Linked DNA regions of Mus musculus: region 2 is linked to region 1. Evidence: chromatin contacts called from public Hi-C data. All regions are on one chromosome and are shown on one strand. The core of a region is the stretch at or near the end of the contact, and the rest is flanking DNA. Distances in the headings are between cores, read along the strand shown.

Evidence for each region. A called contact is a pair of places that touch in the nucleus more often than the background predicts.
Region 2: a Hi-C map of bone marrow-derived macrophages shows a contact between it and region 1, with 4 times the contacts expected there. The contact joins two enhancer-like sites. A contact is called at or near these places in 3 of 15 datasets of contacts at CTCF or cohesin (CD8 T cells, large pre-B cells and pro-B cells), 16 of 484 Hi-C or Micro-C datasets (CD4 T cells, ECoMG-derived neutrophils, the G1E-ER4 cell line and 10 more) and 2 of 115 datasets of contacts at active chromatin or transcription factors (bone marrow-derived macrophages and microglia).

What each region holds. Positions count from the first base shown.
Region 1 is chr15:63,497,149-63,503,890 of GRCm38.p6, forward strand. No RefSeq gene overlaps it. Among named protein-coding and RNA genes, the nearest start is that of Gm25702, 19 kb to the left of the region's middle. Within about 2 kb of position 3,498, at least 12 of the 459 cell types and tissues checked have an H3K27ac peak or open chromatin away from gene starts, as enhancers often do. A contact at or near this core is called in bone marrow-derived macrophages and microglia, where this site is marked.
Region 2 is chr15:63,591,282-63,598,023 of GRCm38.p6, forward strand. No RefSeq gene overlaps it. Among named protein-coding and RNA genes, the nearest start is that of Gm25702, 110 kb to the left of the region's middle. Within about 2 kb of position 4,185, at least 10 of the 459 cell types and tissues checked have an H3K27ac peak or open chromatin away from gene starts, as enhancers often do. A contact at or near this core is called in bone marrow-derived macrophages and microglia, where this site is marked.

The sequences.
Region 1 (6,742 bases), core at 2,248-4,747:
GAGAGAAAAAGAGAAAAAGAAAGAGAAAAAGGAAAAGAAAAAGAAAAAAAGAAAGAGAAAAATTATTCGTATTTTACCAGCTTGCTGAAAATCCCCTAAGAAGCTGGGGCTGGGTGGGTCAGACAGTACAAGCCACATGGTTTCTCAAAAAAAAAAAAAAAAAAAAAGTGGCATCATGTGAAGCAGGGTAAGACAGAAGATTAAGAAAGGGTAGGGTTGAATTGGGAAATACTTCCTTTCCTCAAATGCTAGGGCACAAAGGGCAGACAGACATATGGCACATAAGCCACACCTTCCTCAACATACATAACGGAATGATTTTTGCAGTAAGCCCAGGTATGACACCAATACCTTTCAAAACAGACCAGTGTGCAATGACAGTCACATTTAACAGCAAGAGAGACTATATTCTCCAAGCCTATACTGAAAGTTGAAGGCAGTGGTGGTGCACGCCTTTAATCCCTGCACTTGGGAGGCAGAAGCAGGCAGATTTCTGAGTTCGAGGCCATCTTGGTCTACAGAGTGAGTTCTAGGACAGCCAGGGCTACACAGAGAAACTGTGTCTCGAAAGAAGAGGAAGGAGGAGGAGGAGGAGGAGGAGGAGAAAAGGGAGGCAGGATCAGGTATGGGTGGAGACAGGAAAGAAACCCAGAGGGCCAGAAGAATGAATGAAAATATGCAGAATAGTAACTTTTGCCGGCCATGGTGGTGCATGCTTTTAATCCCAGCACTCAGAAGGCAGAGGCAGGTGGATTTCTGAGTTCGAGGCTAGTCTGGTCTACAAAGTGAGTTCCAGGACACCCAGGGCTATACAGAGAAACCCTGTCTCAAAAAACAAAAACAAAACAAAAAAAGTTGAATATACAAGGCATTGAAGAGACTCAATGTATTGATCTCTCTCATAGGAAAAAAAATGATAATGAAATAAAGTTACTACCTGATGAGATTCATAAGGATCCAATTTAAGTACTATTTTTCTATGTCTGTACCTCCTTTCTCCTTCCTTTTCCTCTTACCTCTCTCTTTTCTTTCTCTCTTCATATGCATGTGATAGAGACAGACAGGTGGATGATAGATAGATAGATAGATAGATAGATAGATAGATAGATAGATAGATAGATAGATAGATGATAGATGAAGATAAGTAGATAAATGATAGGTTGACTGATAAAAATAACTAGATAGATGATAGAGAGATAGAAAGATAAGGAGAGAGAGAAAGAGAGAGAGATGGAGACAGATATATGAGAGAGAGAGAGAGATCAAAAATATAGGTACTGGCAAAATCATTATCCAGTAATCTTCACAAACAGCAAGAGAGAATGTCTTTTCAGACCTACTGTTTCCATGCTGATGATCTATTCCTGCTAAAAACCAACAGATATTCACAGGTATTAGCAAGTAAGATCTACAAGTAAGATAATTAAGAAATCGTCCATATTTGACTCGACCTCTAGACCCACAGTTCCTGAGAATTATGTGAAGGAAGTATTCTTGCTCAATCATGTTTCTACCATATCATCAATCCCACAAAGAAACAGAGGAACTGAGCCAGCTCATTCTACCCGCATTTGCCTCAATTCTGAACCCAGGGAAGGAGAAGTTGGGCTTTAGCCTCATTTAGTGCTTCTGTGTGAAGCTGGAGGCATGACTACCTGGTCATTTGTTCAACATGCAACAAAAATGAATAGATATGCATGCATCCATTTGTACACTTGGAAATCTAGTAGCTTGTTTAGCAGGCATTTGTTAAGGGCCAGTGGTTTTCCAGGCATTCTTCTAGCAACTCCAGACATAGAGAGTAAGAAAACAGTTCCTACCCTCAGGGAGGTCAGTGGCCAGTTGAGCAGATGATGGTTAAAACACTGATGGATGGGGAAAAAAATGGCTGCAGGACCATGTGGAAGCCTAATGACAAAATTATACAAAGCCATAACAGAGAGGGGAACACCAAGTAAAGGTGTCTCATCTCTTGCCAAAGTTGTTTTGCATGTGGAACACTTTTTTAGACATGCAGACTTTCCAAATTGTTGGACTATTTATCTCCAAATTCTTAAAGCCTTAGGAGAAATGCTATCTCCCCCCACCCCATTCCAAGTTCCAAATGGACTCAAGCTGGACTTCACAACCTTCCCACAGTTACACTAATTCGGTGCTACTCTGCCCAACTGCTTATCTCTGATAAGGACATCATTGGCAGAAGAACAAAATGCAAAGCTCAAAGGAAAAGGGGCAAGATTAGCACTATTGGCCTAGATCACAACTATGTTCGTATAACCAGAAACCTTCAAAATATCCACTAAAGTGTTCTACTGTCAAAATAAGAGGCTCCAGTGAGATTGAAGATTTTCCTACATCCCAAGAGCAACCAGACATAGTATAAGATGCAGTTATCTACAATATAGTAGCAAAAACTCCACAAGAATTGTCAGATAGATTTACATTCTGATACTGCTGATGGTAGCAATGAAGTCAGTGATATTGAATAAACAGGCTCTAGGGCAGGGGAAAGCACTTTGCCCCTTAGAACTCTAAGCATGTCAAACAGATATGTAAATGAAGTGTTGTCTTAAATAAATTACGTTTTTTAAAAGTAGTTGTTACATCTGGGAGTATACAGAGATAGTTCAAAATGCAAAGAAGCCATTTAAGCCTTCAATGGGAAATAAATATAACTCCTTTTCAGGGCCAGGACTTGTGGAATACAAATGATGGCATGTCATGTGACAATAAAGACCCCAGTGTGTGCAAAGAAATATAGGCATATTGAATACAGCATGGTCTATGGTGACAAGAAACAAACAAAAGAAAATTTTCTTTTCCCTCTCCAACAGTAAGGCAGTGGTTAAATGAATTGTAATGCATAAATGCAATGGTGTCCTCTGTGATCATGTAACACATCGTTGATCTTTGTCTTAATATAAAAGAAAGCATTAATAAGTGTAATGTTTTATCTTATTTACTTATTTATACATGTGACAGTTTGAGTTTCTGAGCAATACACACAACGATAATAGAAATACTCATCAATCATCCACATATCTATCTATCATCTCTCTCCCTTCTATTTCTCTCTTTGTTCTCTCTGCTGCATCCTCAACTGAACAATGCCTGGGATGCAGTCAGTACAGAGTAAGTGTATCTTCAGTGAATGAATCAATTTAGAGTGCTACCTTCCTGTGTCCAGTGTGTAGTAAATTCTTAATGTTACACGTGACTATATGGCGATGGCAAGAGAAAGAGGAAAAGCCTTCCAAGGAGAAGAGATAGATCGTGCAGCCTGTGCTGTCACAATCTGCCACAAAAGCAAAGAATCACTGCTTTCCAAACCTACTGCTGAAATGCTTCAGGGTCCCAGTTGAACTTCCCCACTCTAATGCTCTTTCCTAGAATATGGCTCTATTAAAAGATTTAGCGACTCAGCAGCACAGAGGATACTCAATTTCCTCCCTGGGTCCTATTCTTGAAAGGTCAGGCCCCACTGACTTCCCATTTCCCATCCATTGTCACAGTTCATTGTTCTTCCCCCATCACAAGGAGTAAGCAGCACAATTACATCACTGGTCTCCTACCCCTTCAACCAGCTTTTCAACAGAGAAAGATCAGCCTCTCTTCTCATGTGTGACTCTGTGCCTGGTGCACAGAAATTGCTCTGGATTTTCTGTAGAATGTCTGTTTCTTTGTTTATAGATAAATGGTAGGTTTATCTAAAGCTACAGATTCCTCACAACATCCTTGTAAAATGGAAAGTAAAGATAGTGAGCCGGACTTGTGCCTGCCTGCAGCCCTGGAGGACAAAGAGCTTAGAGCAAGACAGACCAGGACTTGAATCCCAGCCATTCTAACTCCAAAGTACAGTCTTTAAACTTGAGCCCGACTTTATTCTAGGCTTTCAGTCTCAGCGCCGTTCTTCTCCTATCATTGATGGTAGCATTGCAGATCTCTGTCCTGGAGACAGCAGGGAGGGAATGTAAGACTTGGTGGACATGAGTTTTCACATGTGACAAGGGACCATCTCAACTGCCTTATTAGAATAGACTTCCGCAGACTTATCCCTGGGAACCTATGTAAAAGAGAAACATCTAGGTAAACCTTGTGTGTTCAAACCACAATGTGATAAGAAAAGTCCCTTTATTCCCCTTCTGAGGTAGAATAGCAAGGCTGATTAATGAAGTAGCAGAAGCAAGAGTGAAACATGACCCAGGGAAGAAACTGACTGACCACAGTGAGGTCCTCAGTGCTTTGAAACTTCAGCTAGCCTCTGGAAATCAAAACTTAGTGCATTAATGTTGTTTCCTTCTAGTTGTGATCTCCTGTAAGTTTTAAATTATCTTAGACTTTCTAAGTCTAAACTATATTCTGTGTGTGGGTGGGGGGGGGGTTAAGTTATCACAACTAACAACATCTCCATGGGTTCATATATTAAAAAGCAGCTTAGAGTCAATCAAGTAAACCCATAAAGCCTTGGTAGCTAAATAAATATAAATTTCAAATCCATGAAATGTTTGTATAAGTTCTCACCCAAACATCCAGAGACTAAGCCACCAATCAAAGAGCGTACATAGGCTGGTCTACGATCCATAGTACATATATAGCAGAGGACTGCCTTGTCTGGCCTCAGTGGGAGAGGATGTAACTAACCATGTAGAGAATTGATGTTCCAAGGAAAGGGGATGAGGGAAGCCAGGTGAGGGGTGAAGTAGGCAACACCCTCTCAGAGGCAAAGGGGAGGGGTGCTGGGGTGAAGAACTCTTGGAGGGGGATGTGGGAAGGGGGGCAACATTTGGTATGTAAATAAAACAATGAAAATAAAAAATAAAAGACAATGAAAAGTACACTCTCCCTTTTGTCAGAGGGATACAAGTTAAAATTAAAGTAACATTGCTTTGTCCAGTTAGATTAGTTTAAAAGCAGTGTAAAAGCCACACTACTTTTCAGAGCATAGAATTCATAAAATGGCATTTCCTGGGCGCTATGTCTTAAGAGCTACCATAAATGCTCTGCATATGTTTTCATAGTGTAATAGTCTCACAGCCTGTGATATTGTTGGTATCAGGATCTCAGAAACCCGAGATATCACGTAGGTGGGACCAGTACACCTGTTGCCAAGGCAACAGCCATCCTATTCCCAGAATCCATTTGGCTCACCTCCCAGATTTACCTGTGATTATGTCATCATCCACATATAAAGAAAGGCCCCCTGATCTCTATCTCTATCCCTCTCCCTCTCCTTCTCTCCCTCTCCTTCCCCCTCCCCCTCTCCCTCTCTCCCTCTCCCTCCCCTTCCCCTTCCCCTTCTCCCTCCCTTCCTCCATCCCTCTTTCCCCCTTCTCTTTACACTGTCATCTTGACAATAAATCTCATGTGGAACTGTGTGGCCTTATGTGGTCCCTCTGAAGCTGTGCAATGGTCAAGATCATAAAAGATATAGCTATGGTTTTCAAGGCTGGCTATAAGATGAAAAAAAAATTACCTAAGGGTTGAGGGCTGAGTTTTAAAATACAAGTGACCTTTGGCCCAAATTTAATGTTTATATAGCTCATACATAAGCTATAGAAAAAACTATTTACATCAAAATGCCCTCTAGTTAGCAGTTTATAATACTAAATGTTGTAAATAAAGTATTCCAAACAATTTTTAAATGGCTAATATTTATTCAACAAATTTTTATGAAAATTTTAAAACAGTTAAGAAACAATTTTAATAACACAACAAAATACTCCTATTATAAATTTAGGAGAACAAAAGAAATACCCATCTTTCATCTACCATATATTATTTCACTAAATGTGCCACACTGTATGCAATACGTAGGTTTTTTTTTTAAAGATTTATTTATTTATTTATTTATTTATTTATTTATTTAATGAAAGTACACTGTAGCTGTCTTCAGACACTCCAGAAGAGGGCACCAGATCTTGTTACAGATGGTTGTGAGCCACCATGTGGTTGCTGGGATTTGAACTCAGGACCTTCGGAAGAGCAGTCAGTGCTCTTAACCGCTGAGCCATCTCTCCAGCCCCAATGTGTAGTTTTTATATATTTCTGTTTATTCATCAACATTTGGTTTTCAGTTTATTCTATGAGATGGTGATATAATTGAAACTATGAGGTGGTAAGAAAGTTGATAAATACTTGTTAAACTATGTGAGCCTCTACCAAGATCTGTGTGGTTCCAGGAATAAACCTAAATACCGAAAATCATTAGAAAATATAACTATAAATGTCAAAATTATTGATCCAGATGTAAGTAGAGTTGCCTTCAAGTAATAGTGTAAAAGAGGATGAGTATGTTGAAGTATTAAGAATAATTTTATTTTGTCAGTGTGTGTGCATGTATTTGTGAAAGAGAGGGGGCAGGGAGAAAGAGATACACATGTGCACACACGTGTGCACCTATGTGTGTGGACATCAGAGATCAACATCAGGTACCTTGCACAGTCACTATCCGCTTTGTTTCTTGTGGCACTCAAATAACTTGGAGCACCAGTGCTCTATGTTGGCTGACCTGCAAGTTCCAAAAATGCACCATTCTTTACCACTACCACATCCCCACCCCATACCTATTGTTGGGGTTACAGAGGTGCAATTCCCGCCCCCCCCCAGGCCCTCATTCTTAGACTGCAAACACTTAAGCAACTGAGCTGTCTCCCCAGCCCTACAGGATCCCTTTTTAAAGTGAAAAATGTTTGAAGTGGTGCCATGTCGATATCACTCATTTTATCAGTGTAACACTGTGGGA
Region 2 (6,742 bases), core at 2,935-5,434, 95 kb after region 1:
AAGAAAATCAAGACAAAGGAAGTCCAATTTGTGGATACTTCATTCCTCCTTAGAATAGGGAACAAAATACCCATGAAAGGAGTTACAGAGACAAAGTTTGGAGCTGAGACGAAAGGATGGACTATTCAGAGACTACCCCATCTGGGCAGCCATCCCATAATCAGCCAGCAAACCCAGACACTAGTCATATGCCAGCAAGATTTTGCTGAAGGGACCCTGATATAGCTGTCTCATATGAGGCTATGCCAGTGCCTGGCAAATACAGAAGTGGATGTTCACAGTCATCTATAGGATGGAACACAGAGCCCCCAATGTAGGAGCTAGAGAAAGTACCCAAGGAGCTGAAGGGATCTGCAACCCTATAGATGGAAAAACAATATGAACTAACCAGTACCCCCGGAGCTTGTGTCTCTAGCTGCATATGTAGCAGAAGATGGCCTAGTCGGTCATCAGTGGAAAGAGAGGCCCATTGGTCGTGCAAACTTTATATGCCCCAGTACAAGGGAATGCCAGGGCGAAGAAGTGAGAGTGAGTGGGTAGGGGAGCAGGGTGTGGGGAGGGTATAGGGAACTTTCCGGGATAGCATTTGAAATGTATATAAAGAAAATATCTACTACTAATAATAAAAAAGAATGGAACAGAATAAGAATAGAAAACAGAATATAAAAAATGCAAGTAAAAAAATATTCAACATCACCATCATTATGGAAATTGAAGCTGAAAGATGCCACCTCATGTCTGAAAGATTGGTTTTTACTAAACAGGTAAGAGATAAGCAATTAAGAGGATACAGAGAAAATCAAACTAGTATATACTGTTGATAAGAAGGTGATCCCGAATATTATGGAGAACAGCATAGAGTTGTTTTAATTTTTAACTAAAACTGCAACTACTGATGGAACTAAAATCAGTATTTTCAAAGGATCTTTCCACTCCTGTGGTTATTACAGCATCATTTGAATTAACCAAGATATGGAATTGGCATAAGTATCCATTATGTTCATTGATGGAAAAACAGATATGCTAACTGCAGTAAACCAGGCATAGACAAATACCACATGATGCTATTTAGATTGGAATCGAAATGTTGAACTCTTATAAATAAGGAGTGAAACTGTACTGGATGCTGTGGGGAAAGGGGACAAAGAGAATGTGAATTTTTTATCGAAGGGCACACTTCTAGCTAGACAGGAAGAATAGGTTTGACAATTTTTCATACAGCAGGGTACTCTATTTAGTAATACTTTACTGCATAGCTCAAACTAACTAAGAGTAGATTACAGATGTTTTACCATTAAAATGTGATGAGGCAAATTCATCAAGCTGGTTTTCAACTTGAAACTTCACCCCAGTGACTAGGTTTCATGATACCAGGAGATACTCAATATACTGCCAGACAAGAACAGTAGTCATTGGCGTCCCCCAGATACAAACCCTGTGACCTACAACATTGATCGACCTGCAAGATATTGGTTTAATTGGGGCACAGATTATGGGAGTAACCAATCACTTTTTGATTGGATTTAAGGCCCATTTCATGAGACTCCTGACACTGATAAAGTGACCAAGAATTTAAGACTAGATATGTCATGGGCCTAGGGGAAAATATAATACTACTATTCTGCTAAAGGAATATAGCAATAAAATGACACACTATTATCTTCATAGATAAGTGCCTAGCTCAGCCCTTATCAGAGAAGCTTCTGCTTACAGCAGATAAGAATTAACCAAGAGATCTACAGCTAGAGAGTGTGTAGAAAGTGAGAGAGTTGGGAGCGCTCAGTCTTAAAGAAGATGTCTTCATTAAACCCTTACCCTTCAAGGCCCAAGAGGCAAAAATATTGTAAGATCCAGAGGTGGTAGATGACTCCAATGAAACAATGTCTTCCAGACACAACATAATTAATGTACATATGAACACACAGAGACTGTGAAAGCGTACACACGACTTGCATGGGTTCATGCCGGATGTGGTTTGAACACTGAGAGAGAGAAGATAAGGAGTCCCACCTTAACAGGAAGCTCCATATACTCTGACATACCTGTGTGGTATCTTTATCAATAGGGTCTCATCGTCAGATTGTAGAAGGCCACCAATATAGCATTGGCAATTGATATTCACTGTAAAGAAAATAAGTTTTCTCAAATAGAGTGTCACTGGGTATAGCAATCACACTACAAGGCAAGCTCTAGACCTGGGAGGAGATAGCCAACACAAAATAAACTCATTTGTTTGTTTCTTTGTTTGTTGTTTGTCGGCTTTCTATTTAATTCTGTTTTGTTTTCATCTTTGTCTTATTTGTTTCTGGATGTATTGATTACAGTTTTGTTTTTGTTTTGTTTTGAAATTTTTCTGAAAAGAGAGAGGACAGAGAATGAGAGAGAGAGAATGAGAGAGATAATGAGAGAAAGAATGAGAGAGAATGAGTGGGAATGAGAGAGAGAAAATGAGAGAGAAAATGAGAGAGAGAGAGAGAGAGAGAGAGAGAGAGAGAGAGAGAGAGAGAGAGAGAGAGAATGAGAGAGAGAAAACATGAAGTTGAGTTAGTAAGAACTTGAAAAGAGTTGGGGGAGAGGAAGAAACATGGTAAAAATTAAAACTATTTTCAAAGTGATAATGATGTAAGAAGCATGTGAAGTCAAGCTGTATTGGACTGCAGAAGCCTGTCTCAGGCCAGCCAGCATCTCCCTGCTGCCCCCACCCTCAACAAAGATAAGAACTGAAAGAGTACATGTTAACTTAGCAATCTTGCCTTAATGAAAGGAATTCTTTTACCAAAGCGAGGAAATTATGAACTCAGACCCCAAATACTAAAAGTAGAAAAATAAAATTATATGAGAGGCCAAGCACAGAGGCATAAGCTGCAATCACATCCCGAGGAGGCAGAGGCAGGAGGATTCCTGGAGCTCACTGGCCAAATGAGTGAGGTCCAGGTCAGTGAAAGATCCTTCTCAAAATACAAGGTAGAGTGTGACAGAAGACTCACATGTCAACATGTGGCACCCACAGTCATGGGCTCTGCATGTACATATGTGCATAAATGCACACATGCACATAAGCCATGCAAAAATAAAATAATTTAAAACAATGTATTTGTACACCATGAACAGAATACCATATTTGTTCTGTTAATTGCCAGATGCTGGACCATCATTTCCTGCTTTCTGCTACAAGGGATTCTACATATTACCAAAATTGTATAGGCCCTTTCAAGGTTGTGTGTCCTTTGTCCCCTGTGCCTTGAACATTTTTCCATAATTATTTGGACTGTAGATTCTTTTTCCCATATACTTTACAGTGAATAGCAATTACCAATGCTATTGGTGACCTTATACAACCTTTCCATTAATCTAAAAGTATAGCATTCCCAAGACATCTGTAACGTTCCATGCTTACACCGAATTACATTCTAAATATTAGATAATATTTAGATACTACCCACAGATAAGTATAATCCTCTTCCCTCATCAAGGAAAACATACATATAAATAAAGAGACTGGAGACCCCAAGAAGTGGGGGTGGGGTGAGTGGGAACATCCTTGTGGCAATGAGGGAGGGATGGGGGAGGAGATATGGGATGTGGAACAGCCAGAGGATGGACCAGGATGGAGATAAAATCTGAACTGTAAAAAAAATGGTTAAATAAAATTTTTAAAAAATGACATTATGCATGCTGAGGTTATATTTTTTATATTTAGAAATAAATTTGTATATATAAAACATACATATGTATATATTATGTAATAACAACTAATGAAAATGAGATCATGAATTTGAAAGAGAGCTAGGAGGGGTATATGGGAGAGAAAAGGGAAGAGAGAAATGATGTAATCATATTCTAATCTCAAAAAAACTTTTAAAGTATTTAAAAATTTTTTAAAAAAACCAGATTTACCGAAATATGTAAGATATCCTTGGGGCCTCCAGTCTCTTTATTTATATGTATGTTTTCCTTGATAAGGGATGAGGAATATATATATATATATATATATATATAACAGTAGAAGGCGGGCCCAGAGAACAAGCAAAATATATATATATATGTAATCTACTGCCCATATTTAGACAAACATTGTGTAAAAGCCCAGTAATTTTTGTCTCTTTCACTGTGTGTAAGACAGTGCTGCCAAAGAATGGAAACAAATGTGTTTTCAAATGAGCAAATGAGTCAATTAACTGACTGAGACATAACAGTCAACAAGATGAGCTGCTGTCCCTGCTCTGGAACTTTAAATCCTATGAGGAGTGAAATGGACCCCATGGGCCATAGGGCATGTGCTGAAGAACTGTTTATACATTAAGTTCAATTTCACTAAATTAAATTAATTAGTTAATTAATTGCATTTTGTGAATTCCCACAAACCTTTCTTATGCTAAATAACTAAAAACTTAAAGCATATGAATGAAGTAGCTAAAGCCATGGTGCTGAGCAATCTAGACGGATCTTCCCGTATTTCCACTTCCTTCTGAGAATGCTTTCTCTTCAACTTCTGCATGGTTTCCTTTTGAATGTTGGTCCTATTTTAATCCCTACTTCTGTCCCTATTTGACCATAAAGGACAGTTTCTGCGGAAGAGAGGAAATGGTACAGCATAGAAGCCCTGTGACTGACAATGTTCTCATGCCCAGTTCTGAATGGAGACTAGATGGCTGCATATGCTGACTGCAAATAGCCGTCTATTATCCTTACTGCTCAGTTGCAATCTAGAGCAAGATTTGAAAAACTGGCATGGTCTAAGTGACTTCCAGTACCCAAGGAGATAGAGTTAACAGTAGAAGACGGACCCAGAGAACAAGCAAAATAGTTAGATTAACACACACTCATGCACATACACACACACACACACACACACACACACACACACACACACACTGTCCTCTTAACCCACACTCATGTACATACACATGCACACACACTGTCCTCTGGAAAAGGCATAAGCAATTGCATGTGGCAAAAATAGGAAAAATTTCTGACCGCTTAACCATCACCCCTGTTTCAATGTTGGGGGTCACATCTAAAGCTATTCATTCTGACTACAAAGTCTATGTTCTCCTTGAGAGGTGGAATAATATATATAGTTAACAATTCTATTTGTTTCTTCCATCTGAAGCTGACACAAAAAGTCCTTCCAGAGCAGGGAAGATGGTTTACTAGGTAAGAAGTAGATAAAAGCATATGTTATGGAAGCATGCGTACCTGAATTCAAATCCACAAACCTAGATAAAAAGCTATTATACGTGGCCACATCTGCCTGCAATCTCAGTGTGTGGAGGAGCAGAGATAGTTAAGTCCCAGAAGCTCAGAGGCCAGTCAGCCCAGGCAGACTAGCAAGCTTCATGGTCTTCTGTAAAAAAACCTGTCTCACAAAATACAGTGAGAACTATAGATAAGAGTCTCTATGTCGTCCTCCGGCCTCTACATGCACATTCACACATACACACACAGATACACATAACATTCAACATAAACACACACACATTCACAGAGTTCTGCCAACTTCAGGCACAATTATGGATTGTGACCTCTACATATCAAATTAGAATCAAGTTGTCCTGACAGTTTGTCTTCCACTAAATTACAGTAAAATATCCATTGTCCAAAAGATTCACTTTTTTTTTCCAAACTTACATGAAAGCCATCAGAGGAGCAAATTATGGACACATGATCCTATCCAGAGGCTATTGCGTTGGAATGCTGAGCACCCTACAGCCCTCTTTCATCTGTCACACTCCTTACTCAGAACATGACATTTTCATAGTTATTTGCTTATTTACTTTTTAGTTTAGAAGCAGGGTTTCACTCCATATGCCTAGCTGGTCTAGAACTCAATATATCATCCAGACTGCCCTCAAGCTTGCAGTAATTCCCCACACACACACTTCTGCCTCCCAGTGCTAGAATTACAGCCACATACTACTACAACTAGCTAACTATTTTTCAACAGGGAATAATGCTACAAAATAAGCCAAAGATGCCAGGCTGGACTGGAATTCAGCTTTCCTTCTGCTCTGCCCCTGATACAACACTATTATGTAGGGGCTAAGTCTGGAAGAGATCCTGACATTGCACTCACTGTGAAGCAACTAACAACTGCCTAGATCTTTCCATGCGTAAGGACAAGTTGAATTCATGTCTTCTGGCCTTTTCCTTCAACTAGACCATCGGCAGTTCTGCCAAGCTTCACTACAATAATCTCTCTCTTAAAGAGAATCTCAGGGAGAGAGAATCTGCTTGCTGTCCATTTATGCAAATATATCAGCTGGCTTTCTACAAAGATCAACACTATTCGCCATTGGTCTGGGTATGCTTTGGGGGTAGTACCAAAAGTTATAAAAATTTACTATATATTATCTCAATATGGTGGATGATATATCTCACTATCTATTCAAATAAATATTCACCAGGAAGACTTTCAAACAAACAAAAGCAAGCTTCTACGTTGATATGGATCAGTAGACACCTCAGTGTGACCTATGAAACCCTTGTGCAGCATCAGGCATTACATATGATAGCCAGTTCTAATGTCTTAGAACTCAGATGTTAATATTTGGCTAAGTAACCACTTTGTAAGGAAACACAGTAAATGTTACAATGCCAAGGTATGTGAAAGGCTAGGTAAATGACTCAGTTGGTAAAATGCTTGCATTGCAAGAACGAAGACCTGAGCTTGATACCCAGGACCTATGGTTTAAAAAGCCAGACATAGCGGTGTTTGTAAGCCCAAGGACCGTGGAGGCAG